2 separate regions of the Sus scrofa genome follow, and region 1 is linked to region 2. The links are chromatin contacts, called in public promoter capture Hi-C maps. All regions are on one chromosome and are shown on one strand. The core of a region is the stretch at or near the end of the contact, and the rest is flanking DNA. Distances in the headings are between cores, read along the strand shown.

What was found. Promoter capture Hi-C pulls out the DNA fragments that hold promoters and counts their contacts.
Region 1: a contact with region 2 is called in a promoter capture Hi-C map of liver, with 6 times the contacts expected there. The contact joins the promoter of RBM14 here to the promoter of RBM4B in region 2. A contact is called at or near these places in 3 of 5 promoter capture datasets (fetal liver, fetal skeletal muscle and liver), 13 of 47 Hi-C or Micro-C datasets (adipose tissue, alveolar macrophages, blood and 8 more) and 2 of 2 datasets of contacts at active chromatin or transcription factors (alveolar macrophages and skeletal muscle).

The regions. Positions count from the first base shown.
Region 1 is chr2:5,797,557-5,802,788 of Sscrofa11.1, reverse strand. It overlaps RBM14 (RNA binding motif protein 14), which reads left to right and starts at 2,031. Exons shown (of 3, transcript NM_001244221.1): 1 at 2,031-2,461. The coding sequence starts at 2,125.
Region 2 is chr2:5,744,004-5,748,687 of Sscrofa11.1, reverse strand. It overlaps RBM4B (RNA binding motif protein 4B), which reads right to left and starts at 2,414. Exons shown (of 2, transcript NM_001123188.1): 1 at 2,003-2,414. The coding sequence starts at 2,414.

The DNA.
Region 1 (5,232 bases), core at 782-3,281, 54 kb before region 2:
GTGATAATTGTTCTGAGCAAAGGACTATTTTCTCTTTGTTTTTGTCCATTTCACTAGCAGCCAGAATGATACTAATAAAACTATGAAAGATAAGTCACATCCGATGAATATCTCTGCTCTCTATACTACTCATTAAGAGTGAAAGCCGGAGTTGCGGTTGCGGTGCAGTGGAAACAAATCTGCCTAGTATCCATGAGGATGCAGGTTTGATCCCCAGCCTTGCTCAGTGGGCTGGGGATCCAGTGTTGCTGTGAGCTGTGGTGTAGGTTGACAGCTGTAGCTCTGATTCCACCCCCTAGCCTGGAAACATCCATATGCTGCGGGTGCGGCCCTAAAAAGTAAAAATAAATAAATAAAAAGGTGTGAAATCCAAAGTTATTTCAATGGCCCATAAGGGGCTACACCTCCTCCTCAACCTTATGATGTATTATTCAATCTGCTCCCCTCCTAGCTGTACCAGTTCTTTGTGATTCCTTGAACAGACAGGCATGCTGCTGTGCCCCAGAACTTTGAGACATGTACTTTCTGGCTGGGATGATTCCCCCAGAAGATGAGTTGTTTGCTCCCCTCATTACTTCAAGTCTTTATCACTAACAGGCTATATGTTTTACTTAATTGATAATTATTATCTGTCTCTCCCCACCAAAATACAAGCTCCAAGGTCGAGATTTTTGTCACTTTTTTTTGGCCGTGCCTGCAGGTGTGTGGAAATACCTGGGCCAGGGGTCAAACCCAAGCCACAGCTGTAACCAGAGCAACAGCAGAGACAAAATCCGCTCCTTAACCCGCTGAGCCACCATGGAACTCCAGTTTTTGACATTTTTTAAATTCACTGCTGCATCCTTGGTGCTACCGCACAGGGTAGGTGCTCAAGAAAAGTTGAACTTGTAAGCAAATATTTCCCTGAGTTTATCACATGTTCTTATCTTTTGGATGCCTTCTGCTATGCAAAAGGTTTTGTGTGTGTGTGGCTTTTTAGGGCTGCACCTTCAGCACATGGAGGTTCCCAGGCTAGGGGTCTAATCAGAGCTACAGCTGCCGGCCTACACCACAGCCACAGCAATGCCAGATCCGAGCTGCATCTGCGACCTACACCACAGCTCACGACAATGCTAGATCCTTAACCCACTGAGCAAGGCCAGGGGTGGAACCTGCGTCCTCATGGATGCTAGCCAGATTCATTTCCCCTGAGCCACGACCCAAACTCCCCAATCTTTTTATTTACATACATGTCAGTTTTGAAGTTTTCCCTCTTTTATTTAAAGTCTCAACTTTTACCCCCTCAAGGACCTTTCTCTCGACTTCATTTCCTACTTTATGCAACTTTTTATTGTGGAAAATTTCAAGCATATACAAGAGTGATAGAAGTCATTCCTCGTTGGGAAATTCCCTAAAGGCAGCGGTGGCTCTGATTTTCTTTTTCTTTTTTTTTTTAAACTGTCTCCACCGTCTGCAACCTCTGGGAATGTGTTCCCAAAGACGGATTTAAAGGCACGAGGGTTTCTCCCGGGCAGATGCCTCTCAGGTCCCCTCAGACCGCGCAGCACTGGCGGCACTCCCGGGAGCCGTGTGCTGACCGAAGGCGTTCGTACTGGTTTCTCCCGCCAGGCCTGGCCTTCCCGAAGACACTCTCACTGCCACCTCCAGGCGCGGGTTTGGCCTAGGCTGCCAGACGCGGAGGGGCTCTGACTTCCGACTGAACAAAGTTTTTCCTTGGGGCCCGCCAACCCCGGCCCCACCCAGGTCAGAGGCCACCACGCCGACTAGGCCTCTCCGACGCTCAGCGGCTCCCAGCGCGCGTATTCCCTTCTCTAACCCTTTCCCCCGCCTCCCCCCCGGCAGTGGCGGTTGGTCGCGCGCCGCCGTCCCTCTCCCACCCCCTCAGCTAACGAGCGGGCTCCAGGTCCTCTGGGATTGGCTGCGCCTAAGAGCATCTTCTTTCAGCCTCTCTGATTGGCTGTAGGCCGCACAGGATGTGGGCTCCGATTGGCTAGGTAAGAGCGCCTGCGCGGCGGGGTTCTCGGTCGCCAGCCATTCCTGGGGAGGACTGCCGGCGGGTCGGACGTCTCGCCAGTCGCTGGAGGAGAGGTCCCGGCTCTCCGGGAGGGCAGCTGCGGCGGCAAAATGAAGATATTCGTGGGAAACGTCGATGGGGCGGATACGACGCCGGAGGAGCTGGCAGCTCTCTTCGCGCCCTACGGCACGGTCATGAGCTGCGCCGTCATGAAACAGTTCGCCTTCGTGCACATGCGCGAGAACGCGGGCGCGCTGCGCGCCATCGAGGCCCTGCACGGCCACGAGCTGCGGCCGGGGCGCGCGCTCGTAGTGGAGATGTCGCGCCCACGGCCTCTTAACACTTGGAAGATATTCGTGGGCAATGTGTCGGCTGCGTGCACGAGCCAGGAATTGCGCAGCCTCTTCGAGCGCCGCGGACGCGTCATCGAGTGTGACGTGGTGAAAGGTAACGCTGAGGCGGGGGGGGCGCGGGCGCGCTCGGGGCACTCTGCTTCTTAGCCACGCCCCTTTCCCGGGGGTCGGTCACTGAGCGGTTGGCGGTGGGGAGATGGCCGGAGGTGTTGGGGGCGCGTTGGGTAGAGACTCCCTCCTCCCTTGCGGTCCAGGCACCATTAACCAAATGGGAGGAAGCGGCTCTGGGTGGGTGCGGCGGCCACTGTGAGCCGAGCTGCGGGGCCGGGGACGCGCCTGAGAGACTTGGGAGGGTACCGGGGGCGCGCCTTCCACTGGTCTCCTGGGCCTGGTACCGAGCGGAAATTGGGAAGTGACGGGCAGAAGCCGGATCATGGAGCGGGGAAGATTTCGCCACTTCCCCACTTCCTCTCCAGACGTCGGTCAGAGGAAGGGAAAAGGGAAAAGGTGAGGGCTGACGCCCCAAGCCCACCCTCGTGTTCCCTCCCGATGAGTGCTCCCGAGCGGAAGGTAACGGGGCCCTTGGACGTTTTGGGGCTGGGATCTTTTAGTATTGTGTGGTTTGGGTCTATTCATAGGTATAGTTACTCCTGGGTACAGGAGGGGCCCCTTCTGAACCACTTTGGCCTTTCAGTATTGTTAGGGGAATTAGGCGTGGCAACTCTGCGCTTTCCAACTCCCTCAAACTTGTTCTTTTTTTCCTCTGGAATCGACTTTAACTGGAAACCCTGACCTTTCACGTGTGGATGGAGGCTTGTTTTGTGAAGTCTCCTTCTGAGCATCCAAGCTGGTGCCCCAGGGCAGTGTCCTTCTTTTATAAGCTTGGTGGTTTTGCAAGGTAGCACACTTTGTGGCTGAGGGGGACATGGGACCTTAACTTACTAGTCGTCTTGGCTGAAATAGTCTAGTTGTCAGGGGAGAGCCCTAGTTTGCTTCAAGAAAACTGTATCACCATAATTTAGGCCTGACTTCCTTTTTGGGACTCTCTTGACTTTTTTCATAGTCTGAGGGTTTATCCCCTAAGCTCTTTTTCTTTTTCGTTGGCAAGATTTGGAGGTACAGCCCTTGTGTATATGGCCGGTTTCTGTTCCACTTGGAACAGATCAGAGTTAACTTTGCCTTGCTGTCTTAAAGGATGTAATCTGGGAGTGAGTATCTGATCCCTTGTTTTTGGTGTTGGATTCACACCTGCTTATACCCTATGTGAGAAGTTCTGAGGATAGGAAATACATTTGAGAGCAGATGCTTACTCATTTCCATCAAGATACATCATTTGCTGTCCTGGAAAGGCGCATCTTTTAAGTTGTTCCTTATTCTTTCTGTAACTGGGGAAGTGTAAAGTATAAAGTCTCCACCACTAGGCGTAATTCATTCTTTTGCATTAGTACTGCAAGCTGTTTTCCTCAACTCAGGCTATGCAGATCCACGACTAACCAGAATCAGGCTTTCCTCCTGGGTGCTCTGATGAGGCAGGCTGTATGGTGCATAGATTTCTGCTTTTGTTTACACTGAAAGAGTGGGGAGGGCCTCCAGTTGGGCACCTGACCAGGAAATGGATGGGGGTATATGACTCATGAGAGTTCTGTGTTTAATTGACCTAGTATGTTTTATGTTTTTAAATTTTTATTTTTTGGTGGTTCTTAGGTAGGGTGGCTACTTGATTGGGAGTCTAGAAAGCAGCATCTGAGAGGATAGTCTCTGGAACTCATTGGTCAAGAAGCCTCCTTTGGGGTGGTAGAGAAAGCCGAAAATTTGCCTGAGTGCTTGGAACTGACATCAAGTGACAGTAGTGGGGGCGGGGGGGGGGTGAAGTGTGTAACTGCATGTGGTTTTTAGAACTTCTGGCTGATTCCTTGTGAGAATCCTAACGAACAAAAGTTTGGCGAATTTTGTCCCTTTGTAAATATTTGGCAGAAATGCATGGACTTCCTCAGGGAGTGATGGTTAGTTGTTACTTGTAGTTATGCTGATAACGTAAGAGAGCTCCAGTGTATGTAAGGGACTGTGGGAAAGATTTGAGGATCATATGCTCCTTTGATGCCTTTGTATTTGGAGTGAAGGAAAGTGAGGTTTTAAAGTTGGGAATGTAGTAGAAGAGCCTGGTTCTGGCCCCTTAAAGAGTGATCCATTTCTTGGTCTGGCAATGGACATTTGATTGAGTTGTCTTGTGTTCTTGCTGGTCTTTGAAAAGCACAGAAGCTTGGCATTGCATGGGACAACTAGTTCTGTTTCATTTCACAGGGGAAAAAAACTTAGTTGCTTTGTTCCAGGAGCTTAGATAAGATTTTATTTGTAGAGTAAAAAATCTCCATAGCAGCAGCAGATTGTGACCACTCTCCACAGCTACATTCTATTGGGTGTTCCTCTGAGAGTTGCTGACGGCTTTAGGAACGATTTAGATTTCCTGGAAGTCTGTAAGGCAGAAGAGGAAATTGTTTCCTCCCGTTTTTGGTGGGTGGCCATTCTTTCCTCTCATATACAACACTGTGATTTCAAATTACAAGTTTTTACTTTTCTGAGAAAAGAAAAACAAATTTTTCTGGATTCTCTTAACTTTGGTACTGAAAGAATTGTGATGCCCCCAGGCCATTAGGAGATCTCCATTGCTTGCAGTCCCTTTAAATGTAATTTCTTCAGAGGTCAATGTTTCCTTGAAGTAGCTCGCCAGGCAGGTGGGTCCCTGGAGCTTGCTAGATCTCTTTTTTTTCTTTATTGTCCTAGAAGTAGTTGGGTTCATAGCATCTTTGATAAGGCTCAGTCTGGGTTTGCCTGTTCACTATGATAAGGGTTGGTTAAGCCCTCTTG
Region 2 (4,684 bases), core at 1,165-3,664:
GTACCTAACTCAGGCCGCATTTTTACATTTTGCTTGTTGCCTGTAAAAAGAGAACACCAGTTCCCAACACTGTCCATTCACAGTCCTCTCCTTCATCAAATGACGGTAATTAAGAATATTTTTAAAGCTATATGAAGTGCAACAGCTTCCAGACTACTAAAAGAAAAATATACATAAGGAAAGCTAACTACCACATTTTAAAGAAGTTTTTTAACCATAACAGAAATATACTTCTTGTTGCCAACACCACTCACCTTTTTTTTTTCTTAGGGCCGCACCTGCTGCATACAGAAGTTTCCAAGCTAGGGGTCGAACCAGAGCTACAGCTGCCAGCCTACACCACAGCCACAGCAACGCCAGATCCTTAACCCACTGAGCGAGGGCAGGGATCGAACCCACATCCTCATTGTTCCTAGTCGGGTTCATTAACGGCTGAGCCATGAAGGGAACCCCTCACCTTTCATCATACAGTGTTTTCACGTCAAAACACTCTCACGCCTAGCACCTCATTCTGGGCTCACTATCATCCTGTGAGGGAGGTACGGCAGGGGTCATTAACTCTCCTTTCTAAGTGGGGAAATGAAACACAGCAAGATTAAGACACTTGCCCAAAGTTACACAAGTTACAACTTTTGCCTGTGCTTTAAAGAGTAGCTAAAGGCCAGGGCACCACTGGCTGAGGCAGAGATATCTGACACACTATTTGCAATCTCTACTACTGGTAAACTTTCTTACCCTTTTCTGGTCACCTTTTTCTCCTTTCCATTTCTTTTCTGTTTTCTAGGTTTAGTAGAGGACTCTTGAGTAAGTGTTAACAACCCCTTTAGCGGCACTCGAGAAAAAAGGTCTTAATTTACAAACCTGAAAAGTGGCTGTAAACCTGTTGTCCAAGATGATGCTGTCAACAAGAAACTTGTAGAAGAGCACTATGCACAGAACTTTCTGTGATGACGGAAATGTTCCATATCTGCATTAATACAGCAACCGCTAGCCTCATATGACTCTGAATGCTTGAAAGGTGTGCAGCACAACTGAGAAACCAAATCTTAAAATTTCATTTCAATTTAAAAGTCACATGGGGCTAGTGGCTACCACATGAGCACAGTTCTAGAGTCTTCAGACAACCTCCTGGCATTAACGACAACATATGTACCTTTATTAATAACATAAATAATACAGCAGCCTTACTGCAAATCTCATAAGCAGGACCATCACTCCCATTCAACCTAATATTTTTAGAAATTTTCTTTTTTTCCCTTCGAGTTAAATAACAGTAAGTGGAACAGTCTAGTCCCTGCCATGGTCTCTGGACCTGCTTGTATAGTTCACAGTACTGAGCAAATCTGAGCAAAGAGCTAATCCAGAGTCACCACCAGGAACACCTCTAGATGTCTCGGTTCTCCTTTCCCATAACTCATACCTCAAAGCAGTAAAGAGTATAAATCTTAACCATTTAAAATCTCAAAAAATAAATAAATAAATAAATAAAACTAAAAGGAACTCCCTGGTGCTTCAGCAAGTTAAGGATCTGGCATTGTCACTGCTGTGGTGTGGGTTCGATCCTTGGCCCAGGAACTTTCACATGCTGTGGCCGCAGTCCAAAAAATTAAATAAATTCTCTAATATAACACTTTCCATCATATCATAAAAGAAGCAGGTAAGCCACAGGCCTTCGTCCTCCCCTCTCCCATGAGGTACTCATTGGCCCAGGCAGATTAAACCTCCAACAGCACTTAAGTGAATGAAGGCTGCAGGATAAGGTAACCCCCACTGTTTGAGATTCTACAAAGTTGCTGAGGAACATCTTGGCAAAGGTGAAAAGGAGAAGTGTTTGCTTCTCCAAGAGTAAGTTGTGCTGAAGTGTGGTAAACATACAATCTATTATTTCCAACCGAAATAGAATGGAAGACACCACCCTACCAGACCCATGGTCCTGTGTTTCTGCCTCTGTCTAGAACTAGACCCCACTCACTCTCGCCACCCAGGCCCCAGGGCAGTTCACCTTGAAACTCTGTGTTGTCAAGGCCCCTGATGGCCTCCACCGCATCCTCTGCCCGCTCCATGTGTACGAAGGCATAATCTTTCACGATGTCACATTCGATGACTGGACCGTACTCCTCAAATTTGGCCCGAAGCTCTTGGTTGGTACAAGTAGGACTGATGTTGCCCACATGCAACTTGGTTGAAGCTTTGCTCTTATTCTTGCTGGCTTCCACGTTGATGTTCACCCCGTGCAGCTTGTAGTGGTGCAGGTTGCGAATGGCATCCTCGGCCGCCGTCTTGTCCTCTATGTGTACAAAGCCGTAGTTCTTAATGATGTCACATTCCAGCACCTTCCCATACTGCTCGAACAGTGAGCGGATCTCCTGCTCTGTGGCCTCCCGGGGCAGGTTCCCAATGAACAGCTTTACCATCCTGACAAGAGCCTGGGAGAAAAGAAACGAAATTTCCAAAAGTTAGCAGTGGAGGAGAAATTTTCGGTACACTGCATTTTGGATTAATCCTCCGAAGTTCTTGGCATCTTCAAGATCCTCACATAGACATTCATTATTCTTCCAAGAGCGGAGGGAAAAGATTTGCTTTGAAAGAGTAGTGTAAGCTCTGTGTAATGTGCAAACAGAGCGGGTGTCAGCATGCATTGCATAGTCCAACATCTCTGTAAAATGAGGCACATTCTAAGCACAGGGTTGGTTTAAAAAACTCTTTTTGGGGGAGCAGGTACGAGAAGACTCCAAGCTGGGAGCAAGAGGCATCTATCTGACTGTCCCTGGTAACAACGGTTTTGGAGGGAAATCTGGGTACCTCTCCTCCGTGCAGCATCACCTTTCACGATACTCTAGGAATAAAAAGGCCTCCTTGGCCCCAAACTAGGACCACCCCTCTTCAAGCGGCCCAACTCCAGTTCCTTCGCCCCAACAAAGACTCGACCTGACCCCTGCCCCGCCCCCTCCGGAGACCCGGCCCCGCCTCCTCCCGTTGTCTTCCCGGACCTCTTGCAGTGTGAGGAGAACGGCAAACCCTAGGCCGTCCCCGTCCGCCAGAGACCCGGCCCGGCCCGCTCCCAGGCCCCCCACACACCCACAAGAACCCCTCGCACCTCCGGGTGGCGGCGGCGGTGGCGGCGGCTCCCGCGTCAGAGAGAACCCTACAAAATGGCGACGGCCGCTCGAGCCTCGGCGGGACCGGGCCCTTTCTCGCGCGCCAGCTCACGCACGCGCGAGTGCGCGCTGCCTCCCTCCCCTCCCCCTCGCGGGAGCCGGGCGACCAATCCCGCGGCCGCATACAAATGGCTGCCCGGGGCTCGGCTCCCAGCCGCCCCGATACAGGGGCGGGGCCAGCTGGTGACGGCGCTGCGGCGCGGAGGTCAGCCCGCCCCCTGCCCCCCGGTAGCCAATCACCACCCTGGAAGGTGGCGGGTCGGAGCTCCTGCGTCAGAAGGGCTCTGGACGCAACCACTGCCTGGGTGAAATCAGAAGCCCGGGAGAGTCACTAAGCATCACAATGGATCGTGCTATTGGGCCATGGGGGTGGGGGAGGAGGGCAGTGGCTGATGACAAAGGGTTATCTCACTGGGTCCGCTAAAAGGCGGTTTTCTCAGAGGCCTGGCCATCCTCTACGGCCGCTTGGGAGAACGTTTGAGAAATACGGGCGCGCCACATTTTAGGCAAACCTAATCTTTCTTTGTAGAGTTTTTAAACATAATTAAAAATTTTTAAATTGCAAACATTATTCATTGGTGAGGAAACGGAGGACTAAAAATGGCAGAGCTGAGTAGCTCTAAGAGGCTAACTTAGTTAAGTTTCGTTTGTCATATGTATTGAAAGGCGAGTTTTCCCTCCCTAGCTAGAGAACTAGGCCCTAATTGTGTGTCATTCGCGTTTCTGGTCCTTGGCGAGCACACCAAAGGAATACCTGGTGTGCAGGCCCAGAGAGGGTGCTTGTTTCAGGGGTAGCCCAGCGTCCCCACGTGCACACCAAGCCGCGGGAGGGCTGGGAAATTGAGTTCCCCGGCACTTCCTCGCTTTCAGAACTCAGCTGTGGTCCAAGGGCACCTCCTGGTGGCAAGAAGGGAAGTTATTAATGTGAATTACTCGCTGTTAGCTTTGAACAAAGAATAGACATTTATGGAGATGGATGGCCTGAGCTTATCTGCAGGTAGAGCATGCCAGGTTGGTTGTCAGTCACCGTTCCTCCTTGATATCCTCTCAGATACTATCAGGCACAAATTCTCCAGGCTGCTCTCTTCCTGCCCAACTACTTTGTTATGTTTCTTTCCCTGAATTCTTTTTGAAATTCCGGCAATTTCAGAAGAGGCACTGTTCTTCCAATTCTGATAACACTCATGTTTGTCTCCCACCTAATTCTATTTCTCTCTCCTTTTCCCTCTCTTCTTGGTCATTTCCAGTTTCTCTCTACACTCAGACTTTTGAAACATGTGTAGGGACCTCCTTGCCCATTTCTGAAATAGTTTACAGTCATCTTCACCATTACTGTTTTTTTTTTTGTTTTTTTTTTTTGTCTTTTGTCTTTTTAGGGCCGCACCTGCGGCATATGGAGGTTCCCAGGCTGGAGGTCTAACTGGAGCTACAGCTGCTGGCCCATGCCACAGCCACAGCAATGCCAGATCCGAGCCGTGTCTGTGACCTACACCACAGCTCATGGCAATGCCGGACCCTTAACCCAC